Regions from separate parts of the Rattus norvegicus genome. Here region 2 is linked to region 1. The links are chromatin contacts, called in public Hi-C maps. All regions are on one chromosome and are shown on one strand. The core of a region is the stretch at or near the end of the contact, and the rest is flanking DNA. Distances in the headings are between cores, read along the strand shown. Region 1 holds the start of Ndufv3 (NADH:ubiquinone oxidoreductase subunit V3). Region 2 overlaps Pknox1 (PBX/knotted 1 homeobox 1).

Evidence for each region. A called contact is a pair of places that touch in the nucleus more often than the background predicts.
Region 2: a contact with region 1 is called in a Hi-C map of the A7r5 cell line, with 2.4 times the contacts expected there. The contact joins the enhancer-like site here to the promoter of Ndufv3 in region 1. A contact is called at or near these places in 8 of 12 Hi-C or Micro-C datasets (the A7r5 cell line, Schwann cells, frontal cortex and 4 more).

Annotation. Positions count from the first base shown.
Region 1 is chr20:9,612,298-9,616,343 of GRCr8, forward strand. Ndufv3 (NADH:ubiquinone oxidoreductase subunit V3) reads left to right here and starts at 1,489. Exons shown (of 4, transcript NM_022607.2): 1 at 1,489-1,623; 2 at 3,002-3,125. The coding sequence starts at 1,576. It overlaps LOC134483879 (a long non-coding RNA gene), which reads right to left and starts at 1,401. Exons shown (of 3, transcript XR_010061034.1): 1 at 1,213-1,401; 2 at 110-212.
Region 2 is chr20:9,687,037-9,691,251 of GRCr8, forward strand. Pknox1 (PBX/knotted 1 homeobox 1) reads left to right here. Exons shown (of 10, transcript NM_001013074.2): 3 at 891-1,062; 4 at 2,340-2,510. Among named protein-coding and RNA genes, the nearest start is that of Pknox1, 7.5 kb to the left of the region's middle. Within about 2 kb of position 1,850, at least 9 of the 93 cell types and tissues checked have an H3K27ac peak or open chromatin away from gene starts, as enhancers often do. A contact at or near this core is called in the A7r5 cell line, where this site is marked.

The DNA of each region.
Region 1 (4,046 bases), core at 239-2,738:
ACTGGTCAGCTGTGAGAAGTGGAGGTTTTGAGTCCCATGATCTTAAAGTTCCAACTCTGGTCCCGCAAAGGACAGGTAGTACCTGTTCCCTTCCGTATTATTTACTCACCCGTAAAGCAAGCACACAAAAGGAAGTTGAACGGGAGAGTCCCTCGGAGACAAGATTAGGTGAAAAAAGACAATTCTGTCAGCATGCTGTGTGTGTCTTCTTCCTTTAGAGACAGTGGGTGTGTCCACACTGTTGTCTAGACCTGCATCTGCTCTTTCTGCCTTCCTGAGCTCCGCGAGATCAAGTGGCTCTTGATGCTGGCAGTTTATCTGGCCACCCGAATGAGGTTCCAGATGTTGTTCAGAGGCCCATTTCCAGTCAACCTCACGGGATTTTGTAAGGCTGCCCTGTTAGAATCTAGCTTCTTCTCAGCCCACAATACAGGTAGCAATCTCATGTCACAAAAACTCCCGGGGTTGGGGATTTAGCTCAGTGGTAGAACGCTTGCCTAGGAAGCGCAAGGCCCTGGGTTCGGTCCCCAGCTACGAAAAAAAAGAACCAAAAAAAAACAAAAAACAAAAAACAAAAAACCAAAAACAACAACAACAAAAAACTCCCATCCGCAAAGCTAGATGCTTCCACATGGGCTGACTCCAGTTTTCAAAGACCTGGCCATGTGCTCTGTCTCTGGGGCTTGGACACTCCTCGGAGCTCTTGTTATGCTGTTGTCCCCCTGCTTGCCTTTACACAACATTAATAGTGCTAATAAATTTTTTCTCCCCAGTAATTTATTTCAGTGTCCTGAACCCTTTTATTGACATTGAAGTTTCCTTGGTGGAAATTGGAGGTGTTGATATATCCATCTGTGTAAAATACTGTGCACTGGGCAACGTGGGAGGGGGCACCAATCAATCAGTGGAATTAGGAATTGATAACCAATAACTCCATACTCCATGCCTTGTATATGGTTCTCTGAAAAGCCTTGTGTGTTGAAGACTTGGTCTACAACTGGTGAGGGTATGTGTGTGTGTGTGCGCGCGCACGCGCCCTCATTAATGAATTTATCTACTGATTAATCCTTACAGTTGCCTAGTGCTGGTAAGGTAGGTGGGCACCACCACTCCCAGCTTCCGGTTTGTTTGTGCAAGGCCACGCCCCTATTAGGCAAACGCCCTACCACCTAGTTGTATCTCCAAGAAACAACAAACTCACAAAAATCTCACCAAACACAGAAGACTCTCAAGACGAACCAGAAACGCAAAGGACACGATCCTAGTTGCACAACTTTAGTAGGTTGCAGACTAGAGTTAAGGGTGAGATCAGGGCAAGGTGGACAGGCCCAGATCGCAGGGGCAGGACTTCCACCCAGACCTGCCCAAGGGGCGGGCACCAAGCACTCTCACCCGGGATTAGTGGACTCAGTCAGAGGCGTGGCCTCTGGGAGCCCGCCCAGAATGCGCGCGCAAGCGCTTGGCCCCACCCTGGTGTACGATTGGCGAACGTGACGCGGGGCCGAGCCTCGGGTTGTGCGGGTGCACGCTCAGGTTACGTACCTAGGTGCGACCTCGGCGCTGGGCGTCTGTACCATGGCGGTCTCTCTCCTGCTGCGGGGAGGACGAATCCGGGCGCTGAAGGTAAAAAGCGAACGGGAGAGACCTACCCGGTCCTTAGTCTGGCCCTTAGCTGCACGCGTGGGCTCGGTGCGGTAAAGAGGTCCCAGGGCCTGTGCTCACCTGACCCCAAGAGAAGTGGTTTCTCTGCAGGAGCGAAGCCAAGGCTCCTTGGCTGTTTAAAAAGCAAAACCCGACTTTCTCTGCAAAATCAGTGTTGGGGTTTGTTTGGGTTGGGTTCGGTGGATGAAACCTAGGGCCCTGCGCTTGCTTGTCAAGAGCTGTCATTGAACCGGCCCCAAAGTAGGAAATGCTCAAAGCAAAATAAAATACAGATGACAGAGGGCCGCCATCGTCAGATGAACACTAGTTACTCCTTCAGGTATAACTTCCAGCGATTTTTTTCCAAATTATTGGTACACATACGCGGAGAATCATCAATATAAATAGAACTTTTCCGGTTCTTTTTGGGGCCTGGACATGAAGATCTAGCACCATACCTTAGCGGTTGCCGGCGGAATTACAGTAAGATTCTTCTTACATTGTAACACTTCTGAAGCAATTATCTACATCGTATCTACTAGTAGATAGTGTTTCTGCAACTTTACTAAGTGTCGAGAGATAATTTTGCAAAAAGAAACATAGTATTTCGTAGAGGAACCAGATAATCAGAATAAACTTGCTGTCCTGTCTAGGATCCAGTAGTCTGAATTGGGCTGAGAACCAACTGGGCCTTCATCCAGGATACTGGCATGAGGGTTACCGCTGGCCATCTAGGTGATGGCTGAAGTCCAGAGGCCAGCACTTCCCTCCCCCGTTCCTCCTCCCCCCATGCTAACACAGGTCTTGTCTAATGAGGCTTTGCAAGACATGTGACAGCAAGAGCTTTTCTCAGAAATCATGTCTCCTACCTACTTCCTACTGCCTGAACCACAGGTTTCTGCAGAACACAGGACCAGGCTCCTTCTCCAAGATATCCTGAAGTTTTGTATAACGAAGCTGGAAATGTCTTTATTTTTAATAAAAACTTTCCAAGTGTCTATCTTGGGAAATTTCTTTTTTTTTTTTTTTTTTTTTTGGTTCTTTTTTTTCGGAGCTGGGGACCGAACCCAGGGCCTTGCGCTTCCTAGGCAAGCACTCTACCACTGAGCTAAATCCCCAATCCCTATCTTGGGAAATTTCTGCAGAGATTAGGGAAATAAGGATGTTTTCATTTACCCAGATGCTAACAGTGATTTTCCTGGAACTTGGGGTATATTTTTCTTGCAGCTTTTTGGGTCCTTATCAGAATGTTCATAATTCCCATATGTGATGAACATTGTAATTGTGCTGCATGAATATTAATATGTAACATTGTAATGGCTGTTATCAAGGTGAGTGTCTTTCCTTGTTGACTCCCCAGGCTGCCCTTCTCGAGGCAAAGGTGTTCCGAGGAGAACTGGCTTCTACAGTGCCCCTGTCTACAGAGTCCGAGAATAATAAAAAGGCGGCAGGACCAACTAGCAAGACGGAAAGTGTGTTCAAAGGTGAGATTTTTAAAGATGGTCTCAAGGGCAAAAAAATGCAAAGTCAATAGCCTGAAATGAGTTGGACCAGCGACATAACCTAAGACTCCAATTCATAATTAGATGGGAGATTGGACCTCATCGGTGGTGGCAAAGGCTTTGGTTTGACTCTCTGTTAGCTCTAGATGTGGGAGTAGTGCTTTTTAAATGGCCAACCCAACAGGGAGAGCAGAAGGGCTCTGGCATTTCCAAGCCCTCAGGAACACATGAAATAGCATGAAATAGTGAGACCCCCCCCCTCCCCCTACTTTCCCTTCCCTGGTTTCTAGTTTTCCCTGACTTCCCAAGAGTCTGGTGAGGCTTTCCTGGGGGGGGGGGGGGGGGCATCATGACCTCGGGGAAGGAATTAGGAGCCTGAATTTCTGCTGTGCTCTACTCAGCTGGGGCCCAGTTGGTGTTCAGCTCTCTTCAAAGTCATTTTGACTTCTGTCACATTTTACCCTCTCTGAGTGCCAGCGTAGGCAAGCTGAAAACGCTGTATATTTTAAATGCTTCTCCCCCGGGGATAATTTTATTTCCTATGCCTTGTACGTTTTTTAGGGTTCGTGTATTGGGTCCATTGAATTTAGTTTTTGGTTTTTTGTTTTTTTCCGGAGCTGGGGACCGAACCCAGGGCCTTGCGCTTCCTAGGCAAGCGCTCTACCACTGAGCTAAATCCCCAGCCCCCTGAATTTAGTTTCTTAATTCATGGAGCCCTGATCTACCCTTGAACATGTGTGAAGAGCTGCCTCTTGGGGAGTGGTAATTGAGCTCAGTTTGAGTTTCACTAAACTAGCATTTCCTCTGCTTGAGTGTGTGAAGCTACAGCGATTCCTTCGTTTTCTCCCCGTCTGGGTATCGACCATTGACAGTGTTAAATGCTCGCACTGTTAGACAGTGCCT
Region 2 (4,215 bases), core at 600-3,099, 75 kb after region 1:
CTGGAACTAGGGCTTCCAGCATGGCACACGGAAGGGAGAACAAGAAAGGCTGGGTGTCCTAGAGCTGCTCTGTGTCCTGTTTACAGTGGTGACTAGACACACTTGTAAGGGTCTAAGAACCGAGAATGGTCCATTTTATTGTTGGATAGTTCACACATACAAATTGAAATCAGGCATGGTAGTCCATGCTATAGCCCAGGCCTCAGAAGGCTGGCCTGAGAGGAGCAGGAATCAAGGCCCGTCTGGACTATGTAATAAGACCCTGTCAAATAGCAAACAAATAACAAGGAAAAGTTAATGAAATGATTAGGAATTTTGAAAAGATATTTTCATATAGTGTAAAGCTAACTCATTAAAAATATTTCATGAGGGGTTGGGGATTTAGCTCAGTGGTAGAGCGCTTGCCTAGGAAGCGCAAGGCCCTGGGTTCGGTCCCCAGCTCCGAAAAAAAGAACCAAAAAAAAAAAAATTTCATGAAACAGTTCTACTCAGAGTAGCCATACTCTGACTACTAAACGAATTAAAAAACAAGTGATGGATGGGTTGAGAGAGATGGCTCAGTGGGGAAGAGCACAGATTGTTCTTCCAGAGGACCTGAGGGATCTGGCGCCCTCTTCTGGCCTCCATGGGCACCAGGTGTGCATGCACATAGCATAAAATTGTAAAAGAATATACAGAAACAAGTAACAGGCTGTTTAAACATCATTCATACAGGCCAGACAATGCACATCTGTAACTTCAGGGACTTGAGGCTGAGGCAGGAGAGCCTCAAGTTAGAAGCCTGACTGAAAAACAGATCCCTGTGACAGTGTGGGCAGAGGCCCATTGGTGCACACATCCCAGAGTGTTCCTGGAGGGATGTGGCACACCCTTGCTCTGTTTCCCCACAGGCACCCGCTATTTCCATTGCTAGCTTTGCTGTTTGAGAAATGTGAGCAGTCCACACAGGGATCAGAAGGCACGACGTCCGCCAGCTTCGATGTGGACATTGAGAACTTTGTCAGGAAGCAAGAAAAGGACGGGAAGCCCTTCTTCTGTGAAGATCCGGAAACAGACAACTTAGTGAGTAAAGTTGGTGTTTTGTTTCTACTTTTTGTGATTTAAATCTGTTCTTGAAGTTTACCTTCCTGGTCTCCTGGTTTCTAGCTAATTTTCCCTTTAACAATCTAACTAATTGTGCCTCCTCGTGAGGTGGGGCTCACCTCCTCGTGAGGTGGGTGTCTGAAGATTCCTTGGGGCCGACTGCTCCCACAGGGGGCGGGGGGAGTCTGCTCCACTTGAGCCGTGAGTACAGGTCTAATCTTAGAAACAGGCTTGAGTCGTCATCTGCAAAGCAGCTCCCTCCCAACACTGACACTAGTTGCTCTGCCTTCTTCCTGTCCAGCGCAGTGGAGAGAGGTCTTTGAGGACACAGCGTCCTTCTTCAAGGCACCTACACTGCCTGCCTTTGAGCCTGAGCCTCTGCCAGACTCAGATACCCCACAGCAAGGCCTTCTCTGGGTTTTGTGAATTCCCTGTGGGACTCAGGACTCAGTGGGTCTTTGGAAGCGTTATTGTCTGTGGATAAAGTGTGTCAGTGTTAGGTCTGATGCTTTACATTTCTTACTTGATCTTTACCACCTGAGAGGCTTCCGAGGTGGGCCGTGTCAGACTCTGCCTCGTGTGCTCTGAAATGCCTGTCATTTGAGCAAGAATCAGAAGAGCTTTTGGTTCTGGCCCATCCCTGGCCTGGCTCAGTCGGTGTTTTGACTGGCAGCACCATCTAAGCCCAGTTCACACTCCATAGCTTTTGCTTCTGACCGGTCTCTCACTGCATCAAGAATGTAGATGACTTCATACATGAGCCTGTGGCTGAGGGGCTGGCCTGTGCTCCCAGCAAGGAGTACCAATGACAGGGCACTGTTGGCATTTGTGACCCATTGCTTGGGAGCAAGTCTCCTCGGTGCTTGATGACATCATATTAAACAGGAGAGAAATAACACAAGAGGTTGGGATCTAGAGCTATGCAGAGTTCTCAGACTTGACACCAGACACATGATCCAGAAAGGGCAGAGCTGGAGGTTGGCCTTTGAGAGCCACCTACAGGACAGATGAAGATGTGGAGATGGAGTAGGGCGAGGCTGCAGCACAGCCATGCTGAAAGGGGCACCCTGCTCTGCGTGCGGCCCAGGTGCAGCCCGAGTAGGGCAGAGGCCAGGACACAACGCTGCTCCTCTCCTCTCGCTAGCACTGCCGCTGTCTCCATCTAATAAGTAAGCAGTGTATGACGATGGCAGCTTCTCATACAGACGATGGCACACTGTTTCCCACTTCAAAGTCTGTATTTTCCCTACCTCTAGATGGTGAAAGCAATCCAGGTCCTGCGTATTCATCTTCTTGAACTGGAGAAGGTGAACGAGCTCTGTAAAGACTTCTGTAGTCGGTACATTGCCTGTCTGAAGACAAAAATGAACAGCGAGACCCTGCTGAGTGGGGAGCCTGGAAGTCCGTACTCCCCAGTGCAGTCCCAGGTACTTTGGGGCCCAGTGTGCTTCTTGGTCATTGTGGTATTGGTCACTTGGCGTTAACTCCCGACCTCCTGCTCCTACACAATCGCTGGCTTCCGTGATGACGTAAGACCCTTACCTTGTTGTCGTCACTGTAGCCATTTCAGGGAATGTAGTCAGGGTACCAAGTGCATCCTCACTGTTGTGTAACCATCGCCACCACTGTAACTCCAGGACTCTCCCGTCTTCCCAGGGGAAGTCCTCTCTCATTAGATACAACTCCTCCTGCTCTCCATGGCCCTGCCATTCTCTTTCTCATCTCTGAATTGACTAGCTGGGTTCCTCACAGAAGTAGACTCATACAGTATCTGGCAAACTTCTCAGAGCTCCCTGAAGCCTAGTCAGGGATGAGGCACCACTGTGGTATGTGCTGTTTCGTCATGAACTTTGTTTGTTTATCCCTGACAGCAAATGGTATTTTCACGTGCTGATCTGCCGTCTGTGTGACGTCTTTGCTAAAAGACGGCTTACGTCTTTGCTCATTTTGTAAACTTTTATTTCCCTTAAATTTCTGAGTTTTGAACGTTCTAATTGTCTGCCAGTGTTTATCTGCTTTGACGCCTGCTGCTAGGAGCTCTCCTGCTGGACTGCTTTTCCTTCCTGTTTGTCAAAAGCCGGGTGGGTGTTTGATGTTCTGTACCATGAGGCCGGCCGTGATTATTACAGCTCTTGGCGAGTCTCGGGCATCGGAGAGATGGTCTCCTCCCTCTACATTTTCCTTGGAACTGTTTTCGCTCTCTTCCGGTGGCTTTGCTCTCCCATATAAACGGTCAGTGCTGCTGTGTAGACCTATAGAACAAATGCCCCGTGGGCACTGACAGAATGCACTGACCCTGTGCCTCGGTTAGGGGAGCTGACTTCTTTACTCTGTGACTCTTCAGTCCAGAAACACGGCACACGGCTGCATCACCGGGGCCTTTTCATCAGTGCTTTGTAGCTCAGCACAGTGACCCCTGAGCTTTCGGAAGTACACACGAGGAGCTGGGTGTAGTGGCACCCCTAGCGCCAGCACGAGGGAGACAGAGGCGGGCAGATCTCGGTGAGTTTGAGGCTAGCCTGGTCTTCCTATAAGTCCTAGAGCAGGCAGAGCTACACACGCTGAGACTCCGACTTAGTGCACAGGGGTGTTTCTCTGAGTGACTGTACATGGGTTGTGTTTGTAAAGATTCACTTGTTTTTAGATGTGTGGGTGTAGCCTACATGAATACCTACCTTGTCTGGATTCTGAGGAGGACAGAGGAAGGTGTCAGGCTCCCTGGAACCACCGTGAGGGAGCTGCCATGTAGTTCTGGGAACCAAATCCTGCTTCCTGGAACCGCCCTGTGTGCCCTTATCTCCTGAGCCGCCCCTGCAGCCCGGGATGGCAGTTTTAGGTTTTTGTTTTCTGAAGAAAAGCAGTTAAGTTTTGGTTTGGTTTTCTTTTTGTTTTTTTGAGGCATGGGTTCTTTGTGTAGCCCAGGCTGCCTTAGAACTCTGTATCTTGGGCTGGAGGGACTTATCTTAGCTCAGAGGTTAAGAGCACTGACTGCTCTTCCAGAGGTCCTGAGTTCAATTCTCAGCAACCACATGGTGGCTCACAACCATCTGTAATGGGATCTGATGCCCTCTTCTGGTGTGTCTGAAGACAGCTACAGTGTACTTATACATAATAAATAAATCTTAAAAAAAA